Regions from separate parts of the Ovis aries genome. Here region 1 is linked to region 2. Evidence: chromatin contacts called from public Hi-C data. All regions are on one chromosome and are shown on one strand. The core of a region is the stretch at or near the end of the contact, and the rest is flanking DNA. Distances in the headings are between cores, read along the strand shown.

Region 1 (5,258 bases), core at 1,475-3,974, 370 kb after region 2:
AGGGCTCAATAATTGTGAGCTAGTATTGTTTTCAATTTTTTTAATTAACATTCCTTAAAGCTTGAAGAATTTAAACATCCTGTGTGGGGCTATGCATATACATACTGCTGATTCACTTTGTTGTACAGCAGAAACTAACACACTGTAAAGCAACTATACTCCAATCAAAAAATCCGTAACATCTTGTGTCAAGCCCTGAACGAGCCGCACGGATGAGCTACAGGGAAATAACAGCAACAGTTCGGGGCGTGACCTTCAGGAAGAGGCCTGGAGGGACCTCCAACAATTGAGAGGCTAAGCTGGCCAGTGAAGACCCTGGCACTTCATGGAGCAGAGACGGGACCACGCCACCGCCAGGCACAGTGTTGGATCTGAGTGTGTACACAAAGGAAGGAGCAGGTGGTCTGAGAGTTTCCATGAGGAGAAACGTGGTGAGAGGCAGAGGTGAAGCGTGGGGAGGGACTTCTACCCCCAAAAGGGTGCAGATCCTTTCCAGGATAAGGCATTCCAGGGCCTCTGTGGGAGAGGACTAGGATGAGTGGAAAGCAGGGAATTTTAGCCAAGATGTCTTTTAAGGTTAATTTATTATTATTATTATTACATCCCAGAGTAAAATACTCATGTCCTGAGTGCACGCCAGAAGTAAGTCTGATGGGGTGAAACTGGTCAGGGCATGACCCTATTCAGATGGTCTTTGGCAAGCAGCCAGTATCAAGCAAGTGGTGCCATAAAAGTTCAGTGGGCCACCCCCAGAGGCGAGACAGAGCAGGCAGCACCCCAGGAAACCTCCAGTCCATGGTCCTGAGGCCTCATGCAACATTTATCCTGCAAATAGGTACTGAAGACCTTCTATGCACTAGACAATACCCAGAGACTGGGCATGGCAATGAACAAGATGGCTAGGGTCCTGCCCTCATAGAGTGCCAGCCTATGGGGACCGGGGACAAGAAGCGGGTGGCCGAAGGCATGCCCCCAGAAAACTTCAGATTGTGCCACGTGTGATGGGGGAGATAAAAGTGGCAATGAGCTATCAATACAAAGATGGGAAGACTCTGCCTCCAGAGGGGGACAGGGAGGTCTTCTCTGCAGGGGACCCTGCCAGGAAGTCCCCCTGGAGCAGAGGAGGAGCCAGCCAGGGAAGACATGGGAAAGGGCATTCCCTGCAGGGACTGCAGCCTCCCCGGGTTTATTTCACACCTTCCCTCGGTCCTTTCAACCAGTCAGGCCAAAGCCTAACTCAGGGCAAACTGGAGGTTTGTGGCCCACTCGTGTCTCCGTGTGACTGCACACATAGCCCACGTTGACATCTGAGAGCTAAGCGACAGATGGAGAGTTTTAACCTTGGGGAGAGAGGTCAATTCACTCAAGAGGGTCCCCTCACCTGAACTTGGAGCAACATCCTCTCCAGCGTCCGGGAGGTTCCGGGTGGTGTGGATCAGCGTCCCCAGCATGGGGCCCCGGGGACCTGCCCTGGCCTCGCTGCCTGCCTCGGGGACCCTTATTCCCCTCGGGGACCCTTATTCCAGCCCTGGCCGCCTCCTGCGGGTACAGGCAAGGGTGCGAGGCCGCGCGCGCAGTTGGATCTGTCTTCTGAAAAGTCACCCCCTTCCCCCACAAACCTCGCCCCCCCCCCGCCCCCCGCCTCAATTTTGATCGGATCCTCCCGGGGCTGTCCAGCTTTCCCGCCTGCCTTCTCTGCCTCCCGCCTCATCTTCTCCCCGGGCGGGGGGCCTGACGCGAAGCGTTCCTTGCCCCTTGCAGGGAACCAACCTGACTGCCCCCACTGCTCACTCCCCAAACCCGGGCTGGGAGCCGATGAGCGCGGGTTGGAAATGGGGTGCGGGGAAGAATGACCCCCTGGGCTCCGGGCTCTGTGGATCTGCGGTGGGAGGGGGCAGCTGATAGCAACAGTCCCTGCAGCAACACCCCCACCACCCCGGGAGGGACGGGGGCAGCCAGAGCCCCGCGAAGGAAAAGCGGGGAAGGGGCGAGCGTGAAGATGAGTTCTGGCGCGGAAAGGAACGCGCGCCCCGCCGACCGGCAGCCGGGGCGGGTGGCCGGGAGACGCGCCTCCCCAAGGCGCGGCGACGTCCCCCGCCCCCCACTAAAGGCGCCTGGCGCTCGGAAGGGGCAGGAGCTCCTCTTGAACCTTGAAACGGTGGAGAGTCCCGAAAGCACAGCATCTTACAGACACCACCACCACACCATCCGGCAACCTGCCCGCCGCGCTCCCCGCGCCCGAACGCTGGGCCGGCCGCGCCTGCGGAGCGCGGGGCACGGCGTCCTAGCGGCGGCGCGGGGCCCCCAGCCCCGGCGCGAGGAGGGAGCGCGCAGCCCTGGGGGAGCCGGGAGCCGAGCCCCGGGGCGCCGCCGCTCACTCACCGAGCCCGCCGAGCTCCTCCTCGCACGAGTACCAGATGCCGGTGTGGAAATTCCTGAAGAGGAAGCGGTCGTCTCCCGTCTCCCAGCTGTAGAGCGCGCCGCCAGGGGGGCCGTTCCCGGCGGCGGGGGCGGCGGGGACGGCGGGGGCGGCGGTGCCGTTGGCCGTGGCGTTGGCGCCCGAGTTGGGGCAGTTGGCGCTCCCGCCCTGGCCGCAGCCCGGCTTGGGCACCCGCTGCGTGCCCTGGCACCAGTGCGTGGTGAGGAAGGCGGTGGTGGCGAAGAGCAGCGCCAGCAGGTTCAGGGCCACGGCCAGGAGCGCTCGGCCGCGGCGGCTCGTCTTCATGCCGCCCGCGCCGCCGGGACCGCGCCGCCGGGGAGCTCCGCGCGCGAAGTTGGCAGCCGGCGCCCCGCGTCAGCGGCCGCTGCCCGCCGCGCCCCGGGGCTCGGGCGCCTGCGATGGGCGGCGGCGGACGCGGCGCGGGCCCATGACCCGCCCCCCTACCCCGGGGGTGGGGGCGCGGCGCGCGGGGGCCGCGCGGGGAAACGCGCGGGGCGGGCGGCGGAGCGGCTCCGGCGCGCCCGGAGCCCGGAGCGCGAGTGCACCTCGGCGAGGAGCCGCGGGCGCCTGGCAGCGGCCACGGCGCAGGGACGCGCGCCCCTCCGTGGGGAGACACCTGCAGGCGGCCGGAGACGCTGTTCTGGCTCCCGCCCTCACGGGGAGAGGGGGCGCCCCTCGCCGGGCGCGGGCGGAGGGGGGCCCGGCAGAGAAGAGGCGGCGTGGAGACACCGGCACCCGAGTGAAGGGTCTGAAAAGCAAGAGTGCCAGAGAGGCGCTCTCGGAGAAAGAGGGAGGTGAAGCCACAAAACCAGCCGGGAGGGGTCATCTCGCGCAGGAACCGAAGAAGTCCCGCCCTCTAGAGAGAAGAGCAAGCCTGCTGGGGTCCCCACGAAGAACAGGGGCCCGCAGCACCCTCGCCCCAAGAGGGAACCCCAGGAAGGATCCCCAAAGAGTTTGAGCTGCAGAGTTTTGGGTTTCACACACCAAGGAAGCTGCTGGACCCACTGGGACGGATGCTTCATTACTGATTCTGGAGTTACAGGACCTATCAGGAGGGGTACCTCACCAGGCACTAGTCTGAAGGGCTTATGCTTCCCCTGGGGGGTCTCTCTCCCATGGAGATTTGGGTTGTATGAACCAATAGGACAGGCTCGCCCAGCAGAATGAAGCCTCCCTATCAAGGCATGGAACTGCCAGGAATGAACCACACAAGGTGCCCAGGTGTTAGATACAGAAATGGAGCTCCCCCTCGCAGGCCATCCCCACCCAGCCCAGATCCTTAGCAGTATGACCCAAGGAGATACCATGCCAGACAGGAACCTGTTGCAGTTATCAGACAGGGGTGTCTCCACAGAGGCTGCCAACCCAGAATCTTCAAGTTTGGGGATGGACAGAAAGGTCAAGAATACTGACTTTGGAGGTCAGGCAACCCTGGGGCTTGACCGCCTGTGGGCTCTGAACCAGTTACCAAACCTCTCTACTTCCCTATCTATTTTACAAAGGGGGGGAGGAGGAACAGGGAGGAATACTGGGCTGTTGTGATGAGATTGTGCCTGCATAAAGCACTTGGCATATAGTAGGTGCTCAGTAAATGCTGCCCAGTATTATTAACGTGCTTCCCAGGTGGCGCTAGTGGTAAAGAACTCGCCTGCCAATGAAGACATAGGTTCAGTCCCTAGGTGGGGAAGATGCCCTGGAGGAGGGCATGGCAACCCACTCCAGTATTCTTGCCTGGAAAATCCCCGTGGACAGAGAAACCTGGTGGGCTACAGTCCTTGGGGTCACAAAGAGTTGGACATGACTGAGGCAACTTAGCACACATTATTATTAACATCTGAACCAAGATCATCAGATCAAATTTGCACAGACCTTCTCAGGATCTCTTGTGCAAGGTGGGATGGCTGACTGTGAGCACTCCTGCACCTCTGCTCTCAGATAACCACATTCCCAGAACCCTGGCCACACTGTACAGCACACGGTGCCCAGACGCCCGGGATGTGCAGCAATGAGGTGCATGCTGCTTGCAAGAGCTCATTTGAATTCCTCCCAAGCTGAGAACGGCTCTCACAAGCCCCAGCTCGTGGAGTGGCAGGACTTGCAGAATTCAAGGTTAACGGATTATGAATTGCCTCACTCTGGTGAGTGAGCCCCTGCTCCCTGGAAGCTGCTGCTACTCTGCCTGGGGGTAGGTGAGAGTAATTGTGGGCGACGTTCCTGGCAGGAACCCTGTATGAAGGATGGCCAAGGGTCCCCAGACTTGTTTATTAGATCCCTTTTCTGGCCTTAGGCAAGGCGTTCCCAACTATTTTGAGAAGGAGGACTTCCATTCAATAATGGTGGCATTGAGAATATTGGTCGACAGAGAAAATAAATCATGGCCAAGCAGCTAAAAGGAATTCAGTAGCGCTTTTAAATGGCTGTACAATATTCATCAGAGGAGCATCTGTACACATTTGAAAATCAATTCCTTGGATGTTGGCTTGAGACAGTGGCACGTGCATATGTGCAGGACTCAGGGACCTAGAGCCTGGGAACCCTGTCGCGGCTGTCCAAAGCGAGGAGAGCCCAGGGGACATATGTCTCCGAGACCACACTCTCTTAAGACACACCTAGAGAAAGCACAGAGGGGTCTGATATTTCCGTCTAAGATATTCTTCCATTATCCTTGGATACAGCACCAAGGAGAAAAAAGCATGATGGCATTAATGAGTACATTGGAGAGTCAGCAGGCGTCATGAGCTTGGGAGAACAACAAGGCAGGGAGGTGCAGAGGCGAGGGTAGCAGGTTGTGGCTTTAAATCAGGGCTGCAAGGAGATC
Region 2 (5,346 bases), core at 2,249-4,748:
CTTTCTGTTTGTGGCGGGATGTCTTTTGTGAGGGGCATACAAAATCAGCCTTTTTATATCTTCTGGTGAACTGAACCTTTTATCACCATGTATTGTCTCTTTTTTACTCTAAAAATGCTTTTGTCTTTAAGTCAACCAGCTTTCTTTTGGTTATTGTTTATGTGGTATATTGTCTTTCTCTTTTTTAAATCTTCTATGTGGTGCATCCTTTTTCATCCTCTTATTTTCAAACTTTCTGCATCCTTACACTGGGGTTTATCTCTTATAAACAACATGTAATTGGTTTTTATTTTTATCCTCTAACAATCTATGTGTTGTAATGGGCACATTTAGTCCATTTACATTTAATGTAATTGCTGATAGATTTGATTTTAAATCTACCATCTTATTGTTTTTTTTATTTGTTCCGCCTCTTTTATGTTCCTTTTCCTCTCCTTTCTTGCCCTATTCTGAACTGATTACTTTATATTATCCCTGTTTTTTCTTTATTAGCTTGTTAGTTATACATTCTTTTATTATCTTTTAGTCATTACCAGAGATTGCAACATGCATTCTTGAATTATTAGCGACTCCTTTAAATTAGCAAGTTTACTGCTTCTCATTTGGTGGAGACCTTACAAGTCTAACTCCATTTACCCCTTTCCAAAATTAAATGCTTATTGTCATGCATTTTAATTCTCTGTAAATATTAAACCTCACCAGACATCATCATTATTACTGTTGTTGTTACAGTAGTCAACTGTAATTTGGATTTGCTTATACTGCTGTGCCCTTCACTCTTGACTATTTCTGGGTTACCCTGACTCTCAGACTGTAGCCCCAAGTCTGTCACCAGCTCTGTTCAGTTCCTCAGCTTTGCAGCAGCTCTTAGAATCAGCAGCACCTTGAGGGGAAGCACTTCCCAGGTGCTGAGTTCACCTCTCTGGGTTTCTCATTTCCTGCCTATAACCCTTCATAGTCTTATTCACTCCCCATGCCTTCAGACAGATTTCTCTTTATAAACAGAGTTTCCTAATACTACTTGGTCCAGGTTTTCTGCTTATGTTCCAGGGATGGGTTGATCTGGATTAGCTAGCTAGCTAGCCATTACCATAAGTATAACCTATGGCCTGCACTCTTAAAAGAGTTATTTCTCTCCTTGTCCCTTTATCTGTGGCCGAAGTCATAAAATTGAATTTGTGTCAATTAAATGTACATATGAGGCAACTCCACAAGAGTTTAATTCCCCTCTATCACTATAATTATCCCTGCTTCTAATGAAAGGGCCTCATGTCTTGGATTACTTTGGTCTCGATCAAATAGCCTTCCAGGAAAGGACCTGTTGTCTTGTTGCGGGTGAGAGAACATTAGTCTTTAATGTAGAAAGTTTACTGTCCAAGGTGTCAGAGTGCTTTAGGGAAGTGATATATCTGAACCACTTTTCCCAGACAAGCTGCCAACGTAGAAATAAAGTAACACCCCTCAGCATGAGTGAATTAGAAGACCTGACAGCCCTGCAGTTAGCATTGCTGTCAAGAAGACCCGCTGCAGAAAGACCATTCTGCCAAAGTCCAGCGCCTCATAGCACGTGTCGGTGTTCACGATTAACAGCAAGGGCCAGAAACCCAAACCGGCCGAAGCAACAAGGGGAAATGTGTTGCTCACAGATCTGAAAAGTCTGGGACTAGAGTTTGGCTTCAGGCATGGTGGGATCCAGGTGTTCAGATGATGCTATCACCAGGAAGGTGTTTCTTTGTCACTTAGCTCTACTCTCCTCTAATCCAGTGCATCTCAGACTTGAACATGCCTCAGAATTATTTGATAAATAAGCAAATTAACACCCCATTTTTGGACCCTGCCCCAGTTTCTAATTCAGTGCATCTAGGGTGGAACATAAGTGTTTTGATTCTTAGTAAGTTCCAGGTGATACTGATTTTACGGTTCCAGGGACCACACTTTGGGAACCACATCTATAGTCTCAGCATGGCCTAGAGATGGTCCCCGGTAGCTCCTCTTCCTAATAGTCCTAATAGTCCCAGCAGAGTCCAAGGACCAGCTCTCTTCTGAATTGATCTCTAAACTCCACAGTCAGGGAGAGGCACCTGTTTTCTTGTGGGCCCAGGCAGGGCCAGGAGTGCGGGTAGACGCAGTTGCCTCCAAACCATGTGGATTGAAAAGCTGGGGAAGAGGTGATTCCCTGAAGGAAAACATGGATGCCATGAAGGTCACTGTCTCTGGAGCCTGAAAGCAACTGCTGCTCATTTCATATAAAAATTAACCACACAGGACATTTTGCTACAAATTCTTCAGAGGCCAGATACAGAGCAAAGAACTGTAATATGCAAGAGGAAAGAGTAGAAGTTGCTTTTTCAGTGATGAGGAGATGGGGGCTGACACCTTCCTTGAACATCATTAAAAATCATGTGCATTCCTGAGCTCACGAAGAGACAGCAGCGGAAAGATGATTGTTAAGGGCTGCAGAGAGCATCTGCCCCTAGAGGCCCCCAAACAAGCTTTAGAGATGAGATGAGCACAGGCTTTGACAAGCCAGGTGTATCAGCTATCTCCTGCTGCCTGACAATCCCCTCCACGCTGTAGTGGCTGCAAGCAACAATGCTTTTTATTATTGCTGCGGGTGGACTGGCTGGTTCCATAGTGAGCTAGTGGGCTGGATGATCTCACATGGCCTCACTCACAGTGTCTGGCAGGCCCCCTGGCCCGAGGACCTCAGCTGGGACAGTTTGTCTCTGTTCCATGTGGTCTCATTATCCAGCACCTGGGGGTCTCTAGGCAGCCAGAGAGGACACGCCTCAGCATGCAAGTGCTTTTTAAAGGATCTGCTCAGTTGTGACTGCGAAGGACCTGTTGGCCAAAGGAAGTCACCAGGCTAAGCCCAGCTAGAGAAATAGGCTCCAGCTACCTCTTGATGGGGGGCTTCCCAAGTGGTCCTCGTGGTAAAAAACCCACCCGCCAATGTAGGAGACCTAAGAGACCCAGGTTTGATCCCTGGGTCAGGAAGATCCCCTGGAGGAGGACATGGCAACCCAGTCCAGTGTTCTTGCCTGGAGAATCCCCATGGACAGAGGAGCCTAGTGGGCTACAGTCCATAGGGTTGCAGAGTCGGACATGACTGAAGCAACTGAGCAAGCACTCACCTCTTGATGTGGGTGTGGGAGAGTCACAGCACAACACGGCATGTTGTATGTGGGAGTCGTTTGTGGTCATTTGTCGCAGTCTGCTGAACCATGGGAAGCAGCTAACTGGATGAGGCTGTGTGTGCATGCTCAGTGAGTCAGGTTAAAATGCACAGAGGCTCTGGAGCACTCAGATGTCAGCGGTCCTCCCAGCAGGCAGCCCCCATCCCCCTCCTGGTTGGATTTCAGAGGGAGTGTGGGCAGCTCAAGACAGAACGAGGTTAAGTTAGCCATTTCCCAAACCTTTCACCACACACATCACGCAGTTGCCAGGCTGAGGGGCATGTGGCCACCACTGTGGAAACTGGAGGGCCAATGCCCTGCCTGCAGGGGGCGCTGCTCCCCACCGCATAGCTGCCATGTAGGCATGCCGGTGCGGGCTGTCAGATCACATGACTTTTCAAGAGAGGCCAGGAATCCCCATTTTCACATGAATTTCCTCTTTTTTAAAAATTTATTTTAACTTAACATCTGTTTCCAATTACAAAAGTCACTCAACACAGTCTACAGGCTTGCCTCAGCCATTGGGCTTCGGGTCTATGAGCTCTATACTAGAGCTGTGTGATTCTCAGACGTAATGTTTGCCATTTCGTCGGATTCCCGGCTGACCTCAAAGACCGCTTGCCTGTGGGATGGGGCCATTTTGCTAAGACTCTGAATCACTGAATCACAGCCAGCGGGTGGGGAGAAGCTGCCTGGCTGGAGAGCCAACCGGACAGCGCGTATCTCACGTCTTCTTTGTGACATGTGCTGCGTTCACGGTAAATCTCCTCACTTGATACGCTCTTTTGTTTCCAGAGATGAAAGCCAAGTTCTAGCGAAGCGAGGAGAAAGTGCAGTTCACAGAAGAGGGGTAGTTTTCAACCAGAAAAGAGCAGCTTTGGGATAAATTTAAATGTACCATTTGGCTTTCGCTGGTGGCACTGATCTATTGTGTGAATAAATCCACTGTTCTCCACAGCTGTGATGAAAATAAATCCACCCTCACATGGGGCTCAGGCCGGTGCAGAAACAGCTCACCCAAAGGAGCAAGGGGAACTTCCAATGAAGTAAAAAAAGGTGGCACCCTCGTGTGCAATGAGGAAATGCAGTCTACACAGCCCAGCAGCGGGGGTGTGAACCAGGAGGACGCGGGCGCTGTGTGCACATTTCTGGGCAGCCATGAGTGGGGAGAACTCGGGTAGTGGAGGTGCAGCATCGACCTTCACTGGGAGAAAGGCTGATTTAATTTTTAAAAGCATCTTCTTAGCATAATATGACTCAAAGGGCACAGGCAGGACCCAACAACCATGTTGTCGCAGGAGTGTTCCCTCCCAGATGAAAGACACTCAGGGCAGAAGGGTTTGTGCAGATGATATGGATCCTGCATAAAGAAAATGCCTTCCTGATTATCCTTTCCCAAGAAGAGGCAAGTGTAAGGCCACAGATAATCATCTTGGATGTGCCGCTCCACCCCAGCCCCAGGTCACTGAGATGTAAGAGGAGGAGGCTTTTGCCCACGTGGTGGTGGTGGTTTGCTCGCTCAGTTGTATCCTGCTCTTGCGACCTCTTGGACTGCAGCCTGCCAGGCTCCTCTGTCCATGGAAATTTCCAGGCAAGAACACTGGAGCGGGTTGCCATTTCCTACTCCAGGGGATCTTCCCAACCCAGGGATCGAACCCGGGTCTCCCACATTGCAGGCGGATTCTTTACCTTCTGAACAACCTGGGAAGTCCCATGTAGTGATAATAAAAAGGCACAGGCCACCACGTAGCGCCTCTTTTTTGACTGACTTTGTAAGTGTTCTAAGCAGGAGATGCAGAAGGAGCTTACAGGAGAATGGATACTTGTGTTATGTATGGCTCAGCCCCTTTGATGTCCACCTGGAACGATCACAACACTGTTCATTGGCTGTGTGTGTGTGTGTTCAGTTGCTCAGTCATGTCTGACTCTTTGTGGCCCCATGGACTGTAGCCTGGCAGATTCTTCTGCCCATGGAATTTTCCAGGCAAGAATACTGGAGTAGGCTGCCATTTCCTATTCCATCATTGGCTAAACTTCAGTACAAAATGAAAAGGTTAATAAGAAAAAGTCACAAACATCCAAAAAGAGAAAAGAAGGAACTTATGAAATCGCCCAGGTTCTCCTTATCCTTGTGCTGCCAGAATCTCACACTGACACTGGGGTTTGTACC

What was found. A called contact is a pair of places that touch in the nucleus more often than the background predicts.
Region 1: a Hi-C map of hypothalamus shows a contact between it and region 2, with 2.2 times the contacts expected there. The contact joins the promoter of GSG1L here to the enhancer-like site in region 2. A contact is called at or near these places in 2 of 16 Hi-C or Micro-C datasets (hypothalamus and tail adipose tissue).

Annotation. Positions count from the first base shown.
Region 1 is chr24:26,103,958-26,109,215 of ARS-UI_Ramb_v3.0, forward strand. It overlaps GSG1L (GSG1 like), which reads right to left and starts at 2,725. Exons shown (of 7, transcript XM_060406221.1): 1 at 2,383-2,725. The coding sequence starts at 2,725.
Region 2 is chr24:25,735,018-25,740,363 of ARS-UI_Ramb_v3.0, forward strand. The region is part of intron 8 of KATNIP (katanin interacting protein); the gene reads left to right. Among named protein-coding and RNA genes, the nearest start is that of KATNIP, 130 kb to the left of the region's middle. Within about 2 kb of position 3,499, at least 9 of the 54 cell types and tissues checked have an H3K27ac peak or open chromatin away from gene starts, as enhancers often do. A contact at or near this core is called in hypothalamus, where this site is marked.